Linked DNA regions of Mus musculus: region 1 is linked to region 2. A link is a contact called in public Hi-C data. All regions are on one chromosome and are shown on one strand. The core of a region is the stretch at or near the end of the contact, and the rest is flanking DNA. Distances in the headings are between cores, read along the strand shown.

Region 1 (6,499 bases), core at 922-3,421, 460 kb before region 2:
ATCCTCCAGCTTCCACATTCCAAGTGCTGAGATCATAGGCAGGGAATCTCACGCCTGGCTACAGGACATATTTTAAACCTTCACATTGGATAACAGCCTTGTCCCTTATGGCCTGTGGAGGTTAGAAACTTGCGTTTGGAATCTGAAGATATGATTGAAGGTTGTGTTTCTGACTTTTCCTGGCAGTGTAAACAAATCAGTCTAATAGCATCTCCTCTTCTTTGGTGTGGTAGAAGGAGATAACAGTACCTGTCTCCGAAGATTAATAGGGCGTGGATGAGAAGGCTGCATGAGTACCTGCTTTGCTAACTATAAACATCTGGATCAGCGATGAGCACAGGGAGCAAAATCTGATAATGACAAAAAAAAAAAAACCCACAAAATTGAATTAGCAAGGGAAAATGAGCATGAATAGAGATAGGGTCTTTTTTCTTATTATTGTTAAATTCCCTTTACATCCTGATCACTGCCCCTCCTCCTCCTCTCAGTCCCTGCTTCACACAGTCCCTCCCCCTTACTTTCTTCCTTGAGAGGGTGGATCCACCCTCACCCCCCTGCCCCACCCCCACCCCCCACATCTCCCACACCCTGGCGTATCAAGTCTCTTCAGGGCTAGGCCAATCCTCTCCCACTGAGGCCAGACAAGGCAGCCTTTTCTGTTAGGAAAACAGAATCCACAGAGGGCATATGTTCTTTGGTTGGTGGTTCAGTCCCTGGAGCTCCCAAGAGTCCAGGTTAGTTGACTCTGTTCATCTTCCTGTGGATTTCCCATCCTCTCTGGGGCCCATAATCCTTCCCACAACTGTTCCATAAAACTCCCCAAGCTCCATCCAATGTTTGGCTGTGGGTCTCTGCATCTGTGTCAGTCAGCAGCTGGGTGTAGCCTCTCAGAGGACTGTTATGCTAGGCTTTGGTCTACATGTATAAAGGTGTCAGGGATTGCTGTTTACCCATGGGATGGGTCTCAAGTTGGGTCAGTAATTGGTTGGCCATTCCCTCAATCTCTGCTCCATTGTTGTCTCTGCATTTCTTGTGGAAGGACAAATTTGGGGTGAAAAGTTTTATAGGTGGGTTGGTGTCCTTATCTCTCCACTGGGGATGGTCTTCTTTTTAGTTCCATGTACATTAGCAAGTGTAAGTGACATGCACATATTTTGTAAGTGAGCGATACTACTGTTAATTATGAAAAACGTATTTTCTTGGAAAAGGTAGTGCCCTTAATAATACAGAGGACTTCAAAATTGTGTATTTAGGTAAAATGCTGGAATAATGAATATTAAAAAATAGTTATTCTAGGAGAGAGATTTGCAATGAGGAAAGAGGATACCAGAACAGGAAAGAACATGGGGGTACTTCAGTACTGCAGTTTTGAAAAAAAAATAATAACATTTCATTGTTTTTGGTGAATTTACTTGTGTTGCTGGATATCAAATTCAGGGCACTGTACTTCTAAGCACGTGCTTTATAAGGCACACTCCACCCTTTACTACATTATTTATACATCTAAAAATATTTGGGATATAATATGAGATGTTGGCTTTGGAGGGCAAAGGTAGGCTTGTTTCTGTAGTCAGCTGTTCTGCAGCATTTCTCTCCGTGGTCCCACATGCTTTTCTTTACCCCCTCAGCTTAAGAAACAGGAGCATCATTCTAAGCTGGCAGGGATGAAGTGAAAAGAAGGGGAGGGATTCAGGATTGTGTGGAGCAGCAAGCAGTCTGAACGGTAGATAAGATCCCCGTTGTGGAAGGTTAAGGAGAAACTTACCAAGCTCCTGGAGCCTCCACTAGCTGTCCCAGTGTGACACCTTATCCCACTGGGATACCTTACCTTTTTCACTAAGCCACTGGGGTACATTTACAAAACTATAGACTGTTGCAATAGGACAGATGACAAAACTGTTTTCCACCTGTGGGGTTTGCTTCTTGCCAGCCTTGCAGTTTTGTTATGTTTTTTGTTTGTTTGTTTGGTTTTGGTTTTTTTTTGGGGGGGGGTTGGTTTTTTTGGTTCTTTGGTTTTTTTTTTTCTTCCTGCTACTGTTCCCCCCCACCTCCAGCATTGTGATGTGAACCGAAAGGAGGTTGGAATTCTGAAACGTCACTAGCCAAACCTTGTGAACAAAGGCTTCCTTGTTCAGGGTCATGCACATTGGCTTTGCAGTTTAATTCATCAGCTCAGATCTCTGCTTTTCAAGTGTTTGGTCTCTGCAGAGGCTGGAATCTCTGCAGGTTCTGTGAGCACATTATGCTAGAGGCCTGGCCAGCTCTAGTTACATCTGTAAGCCTGGGTGGATCCAAGGATTAGTGGCCCTAAATAAATACCTCCAATGAACTAAAAGAAGGCAAGTAAACTTTGTTATAGTTTGGCATATCTGTGCCCAATTAGACTCTGCAATAATTTCTAACATTTTGCGAGTTGGTTACATAACCTACCCGGATGTCACCAACACAAAATTCAGGAGTTGAGAATAATAGCTCACCTGCTAGTGAGACCTCTGGAAATTGATTAGTATTGACTGTTTTGGATCCTGATAGAATGCAATTGAGACCTGGAACACAAAATATAGTCCTGAAACCTGCTTAATGATAGCTTGCTTTCCTCAGCAGACAGCAGTAGCTGAGTGCAGGATGATGTTGTTGGAAAGAGTTATTGTTTTGGTATGGGGGAAAAAAAAAGCAGCATTCAAGTTCTTGGAAGTTCTGTGGGAAGTTTGTTATGGGCTGGAGGAGTCCTGGTCTACATTTTAGCCTTGTATGTTGCCCCCAGTGCTAGGCAACACATGGCAATGTGCTGTCTGGGTGAGCGTGTGCCTGCTCTTTTCTTCATTTCTGTCTCATTCTGTCTCTCTTGATAGGGCAATTTCATTTGGATGCTGTGCCAGACATCTTCCAACAATGAACTACTGGAACGGTGAGAAGAGGAACTGTGTGCAGTACCGCAGACATTTTCTGGTGGACAACCGCGTGTTTCATGGTGAGCTGTTGTACTTATGTAGCTGAGACTCTGCTTTCGGAAAATTACTTTCATTGTACTGTTTTGGATGCAAGTATGGTCTAATTGTTGGGCTGAACCAAGAGCTTGAGTTTGTCTTAAAATTCCACCAGACCGTGACCTGCAGTTTTCATCAACGTGAACTTCCTCAAAAAACAGCAATGGTGTTCTTCTTCCTACCACTCAGCCTTTCTACTCCTGTTGACTCCCAAAATGTACCTTTTCAATGGTTGTAACTATTTGGGGTTTGAAAACTTAACCAGTGTATCAGACCACAGGAAAAGAGAACAGAGAACCTTGCTACACTTCAGAATGTCTGCTGGGTGGGTTACTGTAGCTCAACAGAGGGTTATTAATACAGGTCATTTTCCTGATAAATAATAATTGTCTTAGACCATTGCCTTTAACCAGGCTATAGCTTCTTGTTTAGTGTCTCATAGTCAGGGATAAGCTTTGTCCATCCTCCTACCAAGATATTCCCATGGGAGTAATTTATTTGTGAGCCAAAGGTTTCGGGGGTATTGGAATTTGTAGAGCAATGTCCATCAGAAGTCCAGGAGATGCAAAGGTTTCATGAGACCTGAGTGATGCTTAATTAAACACACTACTGTTTATTTTCAACTTTCGCATTGTGGATTTCATCCCTCATTTTGGTAACAGATTTAATGTGTATCATTACTTTAAAGGTAAGTCTGTGACAAGTGCTACTCTACCCACTGGCTCCAGTAGTTGTATGGCGCTCTTCTCAAGACTCCTCGTGTGACCCTGCAGAGGGTGACTTTATCTTACAAGTAAAGAAAGGAGGCTGAGACTGTCACCTTAGCTAACCCCTAAATTGCAGTCCATCTTTCTAGGCTGATTCTCTCATTATTGTCATTTCATTATTGTCAACACGGAAGATGTGGGAAGTAACTGGGATATTACTTCAGAAGTGAGGATCTGTCTTGCTCTCCTCTGAAGCTCACCCAAGAGTGCTGTTGGCTGCTTCGTGTCTACACTCATGTTGTCAGCCGTATGGTATTTTCTGTTAAGATTTATCTGTCTCAAGGGACAGAGTGTTACTGTATTGTTGAAATGACGCAGTTTATTGCCATTTTCCTTATTGTAAATGTCTTCACCTGGAGAGTTAAAACCATAGTTATGATGTGAATAAAATTCTGATATGTTTTTATAGTTATATTTCAGTTAGCATGTTTCTATATCTCGGTCTTTATTTGCCTTTTTTTTATTTCAAGGAAGAAATTATTTTGGCTCACAGCTTGAAGGCACAGCCTATCACTGGGGGGGGGGGAGTGGTGTCAAGTGTTTTAACTATGGAGGTAACAGCAAGAGTCAGCTAGTCGCACTACCTCAAGAAGTATAGATGAATGCTTGTGCCTAGCTCCTTTTCTCCTTTTCCCCATTTTTAAAAATTCATTCTGGAGCTCCAAAGTCCACAGTTAGAGTGAATCTTTCCTCCTCAGTTAACTCTTTGGAAGCTTTCTCACAGATACACCCAAAAGTATGTCTCTTAGGTGAGTCTGAAGAGTCAAGTTGACAATGGTGGTTAGCTATCACGAGGAATGCTATGTGCAGGGCCTAATAGTGAGCACTGCTCTTTTGAGCCCTTTGGAAATCTTTGTAATAGTTCATCCCATTGTTTGGATAGAGGAACTAAAGCTTAGAGGTTTTGAAGTGGAGATCCGGTGTTCAAACTCTGATCTTCAGGTCTCCACAACCCCAGTGTTTCTGCCTAATCCAATCTATCATTCTGTTCTGCGAGATGAGTTCTCAGAACTCTACCACTCAGCTACACCCCTGGGCCTTGAGAGGTTTGAAGTTCATTCAAGGGTCCTTGCTCTGTCATTAACCAGTAGTGGATGAACTTGAACAAATTAGACAGTCCTTCAGGTGTGTAACTCTCCCTTGTGTCAGGACTCAACCCTTGGAGGTAGGAACAGTGAACTTCCAAGGTATGGGCAGTGGATTCAGTGAGCATGCAGGCCTGTTTCATAGTAAGGAAGTGTGAAATAAGCATTCTGGTCTTGACAGGTTTCAAGGTTATTTTCTGGCATCTTAGATTCCTTTGAACTATCTCTGAGAGTAAAAATTTTTACATTTTTGTGAGTGACTTTTCACCAAACACAAGATACACAAGGGGGCAGTGTCGCATTGAAAATGTGAGTTGGTTACTTTTCATGGTTCAGGAATTACTTCTCAAAGGGTTTAGAAATATTAAATCCTCTCAAGATTAAGAGACTTGAAGCCAGTTAGAACCACAATTCTCTTCATTTGTAATGCAACTAGTGCCTTTAAGAATTGATTCTGATAGGGCAAGTCATCAAACTTGGTTTCTTTGCCTGAACTGATTTAGTGATTGAGGGCTGAAAGACTCCCTGCTCATCTGTCTGTGGGAACTCATCACTTGGCTAAAGTAGGAACAGTGAACCTACCAAGTGTGTTGGTCTGAGTCAGGACTCAACACCTGTGAGGTAGGAACAGTGAAACTATCAAGGTCAGGGCTGTGAGTTCAGTGAGCATGTTGGTCTGTTTCATGGTAAGACAGTGCTAATAATAATATTTGGGCAATTCAATAACATCGAGGGAGGAGGGGGGTTGTGGCGGGGGAGGGAGTGAGCCAGGGTAAGATGAGGTGAAGAAATGTTTATTTGGAGAGAGGGACTTCTGAAGCAGGCATGCTCCTTCATCAACTTTTGCTTACCAATTGGCATTTTTGTTTATATTAATGGCAGTTCTTATATAACCAAGTCAACTATGATAAAGAGAGAGAAGCCTTTATATCACAAAATTAAAGCATCATTCCACTCACATGATAGCCTTTTGAAATATGCCCATTTGAATGAACAAATGTCTTAACATTTATTTTTCCACAAAGACTTGAGCAGTGTTCCCAGGAGATGAGATAACTACATTAAAATGGGGGACTTAGTACACAAAGATTCTGAATAAAAGTTGAAAATGTAGCATCGCTCTTCATAAAGCTCACCTTACACTCATTTTCTGGTTATAATGGCAATGTATTCTCATTGGAGATGATTTAGAAAAGTTACAGGCCAAATTGAAGAGACTCCTTAATCCAACAAACATCTTGCTTTGCCCTAAATTGTTATCTGTTTGTTGAGTATTGACACAAACTAGAGTCACCCTGGGAAGAAGAAACCTCAAATGAGGAATTACTTTCAGTAGACTGGACTGTGGGCCTGTCTGTAGGGCATTTTCTTGATTGCTATGGGATGGTGCAGCCTGCTGTCGGCTGTTCTGATCCTGAGCAGGTATAAGTCAAGTAGCTGAGAAGGCCAGGAAATAGTAATGCCCATGGTTCTCTGATTTATGGTTCTGGCTTGTAAGGTTTCCATCTTGAGTTCCTGCCTTGGGAGGGATTGTAACATGGAAGTATAAGCCAAAACAACGCTTCTTCACCAAAGTTGCTTTGGGGCATGGTGTTTATCACAGTAACAGAAATTGAATTAGAACTCTGTTCTTTCATCTTTGTAACACTGCTGCTGCAGG
Region 2 (6,556 bases), core at 2,312-4,811:
ATCAAAATACAAAAAGTACTAGGGCAATCTTTTGTTCCCAAAAGATTCTGATAGATGGATTGAAGGACCTTTAGATACATTTTTTTTCAGAGTGTGGACCAGGGCAAACCAAGCTCCTTCATGTGGTGCCCTCAAGCAATGTCATTAAAAAAATCTATCTATCTATCTATCTATCTATCTATCTATCTATCTATCTATCTATCTAATTATCTACTTATCTATCTATCTACCTACCTACTTACCTATCTATCATCTATAAAATTTAAAGCCTCAAGAACAAAAAAAAAAAAAAAAAAACCCATCTATTCAGTGTAACACTATATCAAAAGGCTAAGAACTCCAAAGTAAATGTATTCTTTGATTTTGTCTTTTGACTGCAAGCAACAAGGACAATGTTTTAGGGCTGCTTAAGTTTTGTAGCTCTTCATTGATCCTAGATATTGATACTCTGATCTATCATTAATAAAGATATTGTTTTCCTGATCTGTGCTAGCTTTCATTCAAGTGATTGTTTTCTTTGCTTTTCACAAGCCTTTTAGTTTTATCTAATCCCATTTGTCAATTCCTAGGATTAGTTCTGTGCTACAGGAGTTCTGTGCAGGAAGTATTGTCTCTGCCTGTATCTTGTAGAATCTTACAGGTTTACTTTTGAGTCATCCACTCTGTTCCATTGGTTTACATGCCCTGGTAGTACTAACTTTGTTTTAACATGTCAGACGGACCCGAACCACATGTAAATCATGTGTCTCCAGACAGCAATTCCATTCACTGCACTTTTTAAAGATAGTAAAATTGTGCTGTGAGCCGGGTGGTGGTGGTGCACACCTTTAGTCCCAGCACTTGGGAGGCAGAGGCAGGCGGATTTCTGAGTTTGAGGCCAGCCCGGTCTATAGAGTGAGTTCCAGGACAGCCAGGGCTACACAGAGAAACCCTGACTTGAATAATCAAAAAAAAAAAAATTGTGCTGTGAATATGGATTCCAAGCTCAAGTGATTGTGGAAATGTTATGGATTCCAAGCTCAAGTGATTGTGGAAATGTCTGAGTTTAGGAAATTAAAATAACTTTCTTCATTGTATTATAGGATGGCATAGAGTTTTTATATTCTAGTGTTCATTCAAATACATATATTGAATATCTATTCAATATAATATATATAATAAAATGAGCCCCATGCTTCAAATTTATTTTTGTTGGTTAAGTTTCTTGTGATATATTAATTAATATCCAGAATAAGTGATCTATAGATGATGATTAGAGAAAGGCTAATGTACATTCATTTTTAAGAAGTTGTTTTTATTTTATGTATGATTATTTTTGCCTGAATATATTTGTGCACCATATGTGTGCAGCATCCACAGAGACTAGAAGAGAACACTGGCTCATCTGGAACTGGAGATACAGATGTTGCAGATGATGGTGCTGCCATGTGGGTGCTGGAAATTGAGCCTGGATCTTCTGGAAGAGCAACTTATGATCTTAACTCTTTTTATTACTCAATCATCTCTCCTGGGCTAATCTCTCAAGATAGATAGATAGATAGATAGATAGATAGATAGATAGATAGATAGATAGATAGATAGATAGAAAGATAGAAAGATAGAAAGATAGAAAGATAGAAAGAAAAAATAGAATAATTCATTTATTGTGTGTGTGTGTGTGTGTGTGTGTGTGTGTGTGTGTGTGTGTGTGTGTGTGTGTGTGTGTCTGTGCGCACGTGCACATGTACATGGGGCAGGAGGCCAGGGCACAACTTTCAGGAATCAGTTTTCTCCTTCAGTCCTGGAGCTGGCACTTGGATTGACAGGCTTGCTGGCAAGAACCTTTACCCATGAGTTATCTTTTCAACCATAGATTTTTAAATCAGACAGTTTATACAATGACTTAGAAAAAACAGCAATAACTGATATGTTGACTATATCAACTTTCCACTGATTTGGACCAAAGAAAATGACCTTGTGGAAAGTAAAACAACAAAGATTTTATTTAAAAAATCCTGTCTGAAAAACACTTTGTTTATTTTGACCCAGAAAATAAAAATTAAAATGGTGATGCAAATCTCCTTTGGATTATTTGTTTTATGTAGTTTGTGTCTTTCTTCCATGGCCTTCGTCTTTACTAGCAGAGTGTGGATTCTGCTGCATACAGCCTTGAAGCACATGGTTGATAAGGATACAGTACTTAATTCAGAACCCATCAAATTAAAGTTTCTCATTCAACCTAAAGATTTTTTTAAATTACATTTTATGTAATTATATTGTACATGCACGTATGTAGGTGGGTGCGCATGTACCACAACATGCATGTGGAGGTACCTGTCAATTTGAGGGAATCAGTTCTCTCCTTCAAACTATGTGGGTTCCAAAGATCAAACTGGGCTTACTAGGAGTGGCAGCAAGAGGGTCTGCCCACTAGGCCATCTTTCCTACCCCTAAAAATTCTGGAAAAACTGGTTTGAATCCAGGACTTCATTACTTTACTTTTAAAGTTGTTTCTACAGTAATAAAAATTAGAATCTGTAAGCTTACATTTTTATAATTGTTCTCAAGTATCATATTAAAAATCATTGATACAGATACACATTCTGAGTACTTCTAGTATAATTCAACTCGTTTATTTTAGCATCATAGTTGGCAGCTGTGAAGGTCTAACTAGTTTCTTAAATAATGAACAATTGTTCTTTCATGAGTTCATGTGATGCCAGGCTTTAACCTTGCTGTTCTTGTTAAGGTGTGCCAAATAAATTATCTCAACTGGCCTTCACAAAAGCTTTCCGAAGTACATGCAATTATTTTGCCCATTTCACAGATAGGGCTTTTATAGCAAAGATAAATATCCCCTTGGGCTCCAGTTTGCATGGAACAGTTGCCTGATGGCTGTCTACTCCACTGTCTGCCCCTCATTCTTAGTGTCAATTTGGAATAGTTGGAGACAGAGCTCTTGAAATCCATCTGGTTTTCCAAGGTCTTTCAAGCCTCATAAATTTGTGAGAATCCAAACATAGTTTGTTTACTGTTCACATGAATGAGTCTATATTTGGCAACTCCCAGGGCTCTCTTAATAATTAAAAACCCACAGTGCTCAAATCATCGTGGGAGTGAAAGATTAATAGGAACAAAGAGTTAGCTAATCGTGTTTAATAGGGCCAGCATGTGTAGCTGAATAAGGAGGAGAAAGGAAATAGTTCCCTCATAGATGGGATGCTACAAGGGTAGCATGTTAGGTTGTGCTCCCAGAGCTCGTGTTCCCAGAAATAAGCAGATAGAAGTCCAGGTGCTGTTGATCATGAGGGGCACTTTGCAATAACAACCAAAGTGGACCAAATGCAGCAAACATCCCAAGGACTCAGACTTTTGAAAACTGCTCTGACAACTTTTGCTACAAATAATTTATTGCTCACGGACACCTTGGCAGATATGCCCAGATGAATGCTTTAGCAGGCTGACTTCTAAAAGGTCATGTGATTCAAATTAATGTATATGCACAGAAACTTCCTCTTTCCCTTAAATATGTCTTGGCTTCTATTTTTTTATTTCCTTTTTGTCTCTGCTTGAAAAATGTTCCATCGCAAGAAACAAATGATAGTCTCTGTAATCATCTGGAAGTCTATTAAAGCCACATTGCATGACATGGTATTTACATTGAGAGGAAGAACTACGGTTAATGATTTTTGACCATCAAATACTCAACATTCTAGATTGACGAAGATCAAATTATAATCTCCGTCCTTGCTTGAACTCCTGTCCCTTTAAATGTTGAGGTTTTCAATATGTATTTTCTTACTAATCTGCCCCAATCCCTGTCTCCTCTGTGTGAGCATTTTCATGGGGATTTCCACATATACATCAAAAGTCTGCTACCACAGGAAAACAGGCAGAGGCACTGAAAGGGGAGTGAAACTTGATATCCAAGGAGGCAGAGTTGGACTCCAGCTGTGAGTGTTATGGAACTTATCCCAGAGGCAGTGACTTCAAACTTATGTTCAAGAAATTCACTGGTTTCAATGAAGAGGTAGGTATTAATTTCAAACTTATAAGCTGCTCAAATCAAACAAGAGGAGCGAGGTTTGTGGGTAATTAAAAAACAACATACCAGTTTAAAGGCACCACGGATCCAAAGAAAAACAAAACAAAATACAGACACATTCATGTCAGACTCAGTCTACAAGCACAGTTTTGAACCTTTGAGTTAAGGATCAAAGGGCATGAGATCAGTCAACAAACCCCATTGAGCACCCACAAACTTCAAGTCTACCCTTTTATTGCCTTACTCATAAATATGAGCAAACAGATAACTAAGAGAACCCCCAGTCTGAAAGATAAAGACGCCCATACAGTAGGTAAACTGCATAAACATGTAAACCTGGAAACGAAAACTACCATGTCCTCAGGGGAAGAGGAAAAGATACTGTGTCCTTGAAGCATGAACAAATGGATCATTTAGGGAACAAAAGAGGAGTCTTTAAAACATAAAATGTGATAGCAAATATTTATTTCAAAAATTCCTTGATAGTTGTTGGAAAATAGAATTGAGAAAATCTCCTATAAAGCAGACTGTGTTCTCTCACCAGGGAGCAAGAATAAAATATCACAGTCTGGGTGGCCCAAGGAACACAAATTTCTCAGACTCTGGAAGTCTGTGCTTTAGGAACCAATGTGACTAGGATATTCTGAGGTCTGTGGGTGGCCATCTCCCTGGTCACACTCTGTCTTCCTCTATGTGTTCCTGTGCCCAAATCAGTTTTTTTTTAATCAAAATATTAGACTTATTGGGCTAGTGTGCCCCCTTAATGACCTATTTCACTTCTTATCTTTGTAAAAACCCTAGTCCCATTCTGAGGCATCCAGGATCAGGGTTGCAACATTCAAATTAGAGCAAGGATAGCTATCCAGCATGTCCTATGACCCAAAATAATTGAAAGTAGACTAGAAAAAAACCAAAGGTATGAGCATCTGCTCTTCAAAATGTGTGAGTTTAAGAAGAAAAGAACAAGCACAAATGAAGGAAGCCATGAGTGGGAGTGTTTAAGAAAGTTTCTCTGAAATAAAAGATTTGGTTCACAAAACTAGATGAGGCTGTAAATGCATGAAAAAAAAATGAATGAAGATAGTTTGAGGCCAGAGCAATTATGAAAAGCTCTCAGAATATAGAAACTAATGGGAGATCCTATGGACACCTTTTGAGAAAAGCAGTTCATAGCAATAAAACACAGAACAGAATGGCTTCATGTATCTCTACAGCAGTGTTCAGCTAAACCACAATGGAGGAATGCCTTGACATTTTGGAGGGAGAGAGAAAAAATTCTGTTTGAACTTGGTAACTTGGAAAGTTCTAAGACTAAGAGAAAGGACAGCTATCCTTGAAGCTTCTGGGGAAGGTAGTCACCAATACGGAAGCAAACCGAAAGAGCTTGGGCAGACAATGACTCACGCACAGCTGCCCATGAATACAGGAACATGACAATATATTTGAATTAAATGGTCTGGGATGATGCTGGGACCACAGAATTTTTCTATGCTTCCAGGTTATTTTTAGCTCTACTCGGGGTGTATTCTGGGGAGACAGGGAATCTCCATGGTAGCAGAAGAGACCTGAGAATGGGGTGCAACTCCTGTCAGATGAAACTTGTTGGAAAACAACCTAAAGAATTTGAATTAATGAAGCAGATATAAAAGCCATAAGACTAGCATAGGGCTTTAGACCCTGGCTTCTTAAAAGTGTGGATCAGGGTCTACATGGTATCATAGAATGAGTGCCGGGGTTGTGAAAATTTTAGTAGCAATAAAGGGTTTGGAATGCATGATGACTAAAATTTTTTTCAAAATCAAATGCAAAATGAATCAGGGTGTTTTGGCATACCCTTGTTATACTTGGTGACTTCCCTGCTGGCTTGCTGATAAATATAACTTTCCCATTTTTAGCTGTGTGCATCACCTCTCCATGCCATGGGGATGAGGGCTGGAAAACAAAAGCAAGTTCCAAGAGTATTATATGTTAGGAACTGCAGTGCTTTACTGTACTGTACCTGCAAAAGTTTCTGTTCTTATGGAAACATAATCTTTTTATATGGAAACAGTGACCTAATATTTTCATACTATTGTTCCTTAGCATTAAAGTGTCAAATTATTATGTCTTTACATTGTATTGTGCTATAATTGATTTGTAAAATTGCTGTTTCAGGTGCTGACTTGAGTTTCATAAACTGCTGCTAAAGGAATTTTGACTTGGGATTAGGACAGAATTTCGAATATTTTTTTAATGACTCCAATCCTGATTCTGTCACTTTGTATTTATGCAAAGCAGAATTCTCAGAATTGATGATTAGGTTCTGGAAAATTATGATGCTTCATGTCTTGTAACTAATATTAAGCTAATACTTATCTCTTTATGTATTAATGAATAAGCAGTCATCTCATTGGTATGCACATTTCCATTTGTCTTTAGTAGACGGTGTCTAATTTACTGCTCTATTGCTGTGAACTGCATTGAGTTTTAGTTGACACCATGGTCAAGGCAACTCTAATATTAAAAAAAAAAAGAAATTCAACTATTCAACTG

The links. A called contact is a pair of places that touch in the nucleus more often than the background predicts.
Region 1: a contact with region 2 is called in a Hi-C map of uterus, with 2.8 times the contacts expected there. The contact joins two enhancer-like sites. A contact is called at or near these places in 1 of 484 Hi-C or Micro-C datasets (uterus) and 1 of 115 datasets of contacts at active chromatin or transcription factors (kidney).

Annotation. Positions count from the first base shown.
Region 1 is chr3:63,867,128-63,873,626 of GRCm38.p6, reverse strand. Plch1 (phospholipase C, eta 1) reads left to right here. Exons shown (of 24, transcript NM_001370984.1): 3 at 2,853-2,971. The coding sequence starts at 2,893. Among named protein-coding and RNA genes, the nearest start is that of Plch1, 29 kb to the left of the region's middle. Within about 2 kb of position 2,171, at least 33 of the 459 cell types and tissues checked have an H3K27ac peak or open chromatin away from gene starts, as enhancers often do. A contact at or near this core is called in uterus, where this site is marked.
Region 2 is chr3:63,410,071-63,416,626 of GRCm38.p6, reverse strand. No RefSeq gene overlaps it. Among named protein-coding and RNA genes, the nearest start is that of Gm34240, 26 kb to the left of the region's middle. Within about 2 kb of position 3,561, at least 35 of the 459 cell types and tissues checked have an H3K27ac peak or open chromatin away from gene starts, as enhancers often do. A contact at or near this core is called in uterus, where this site is marked.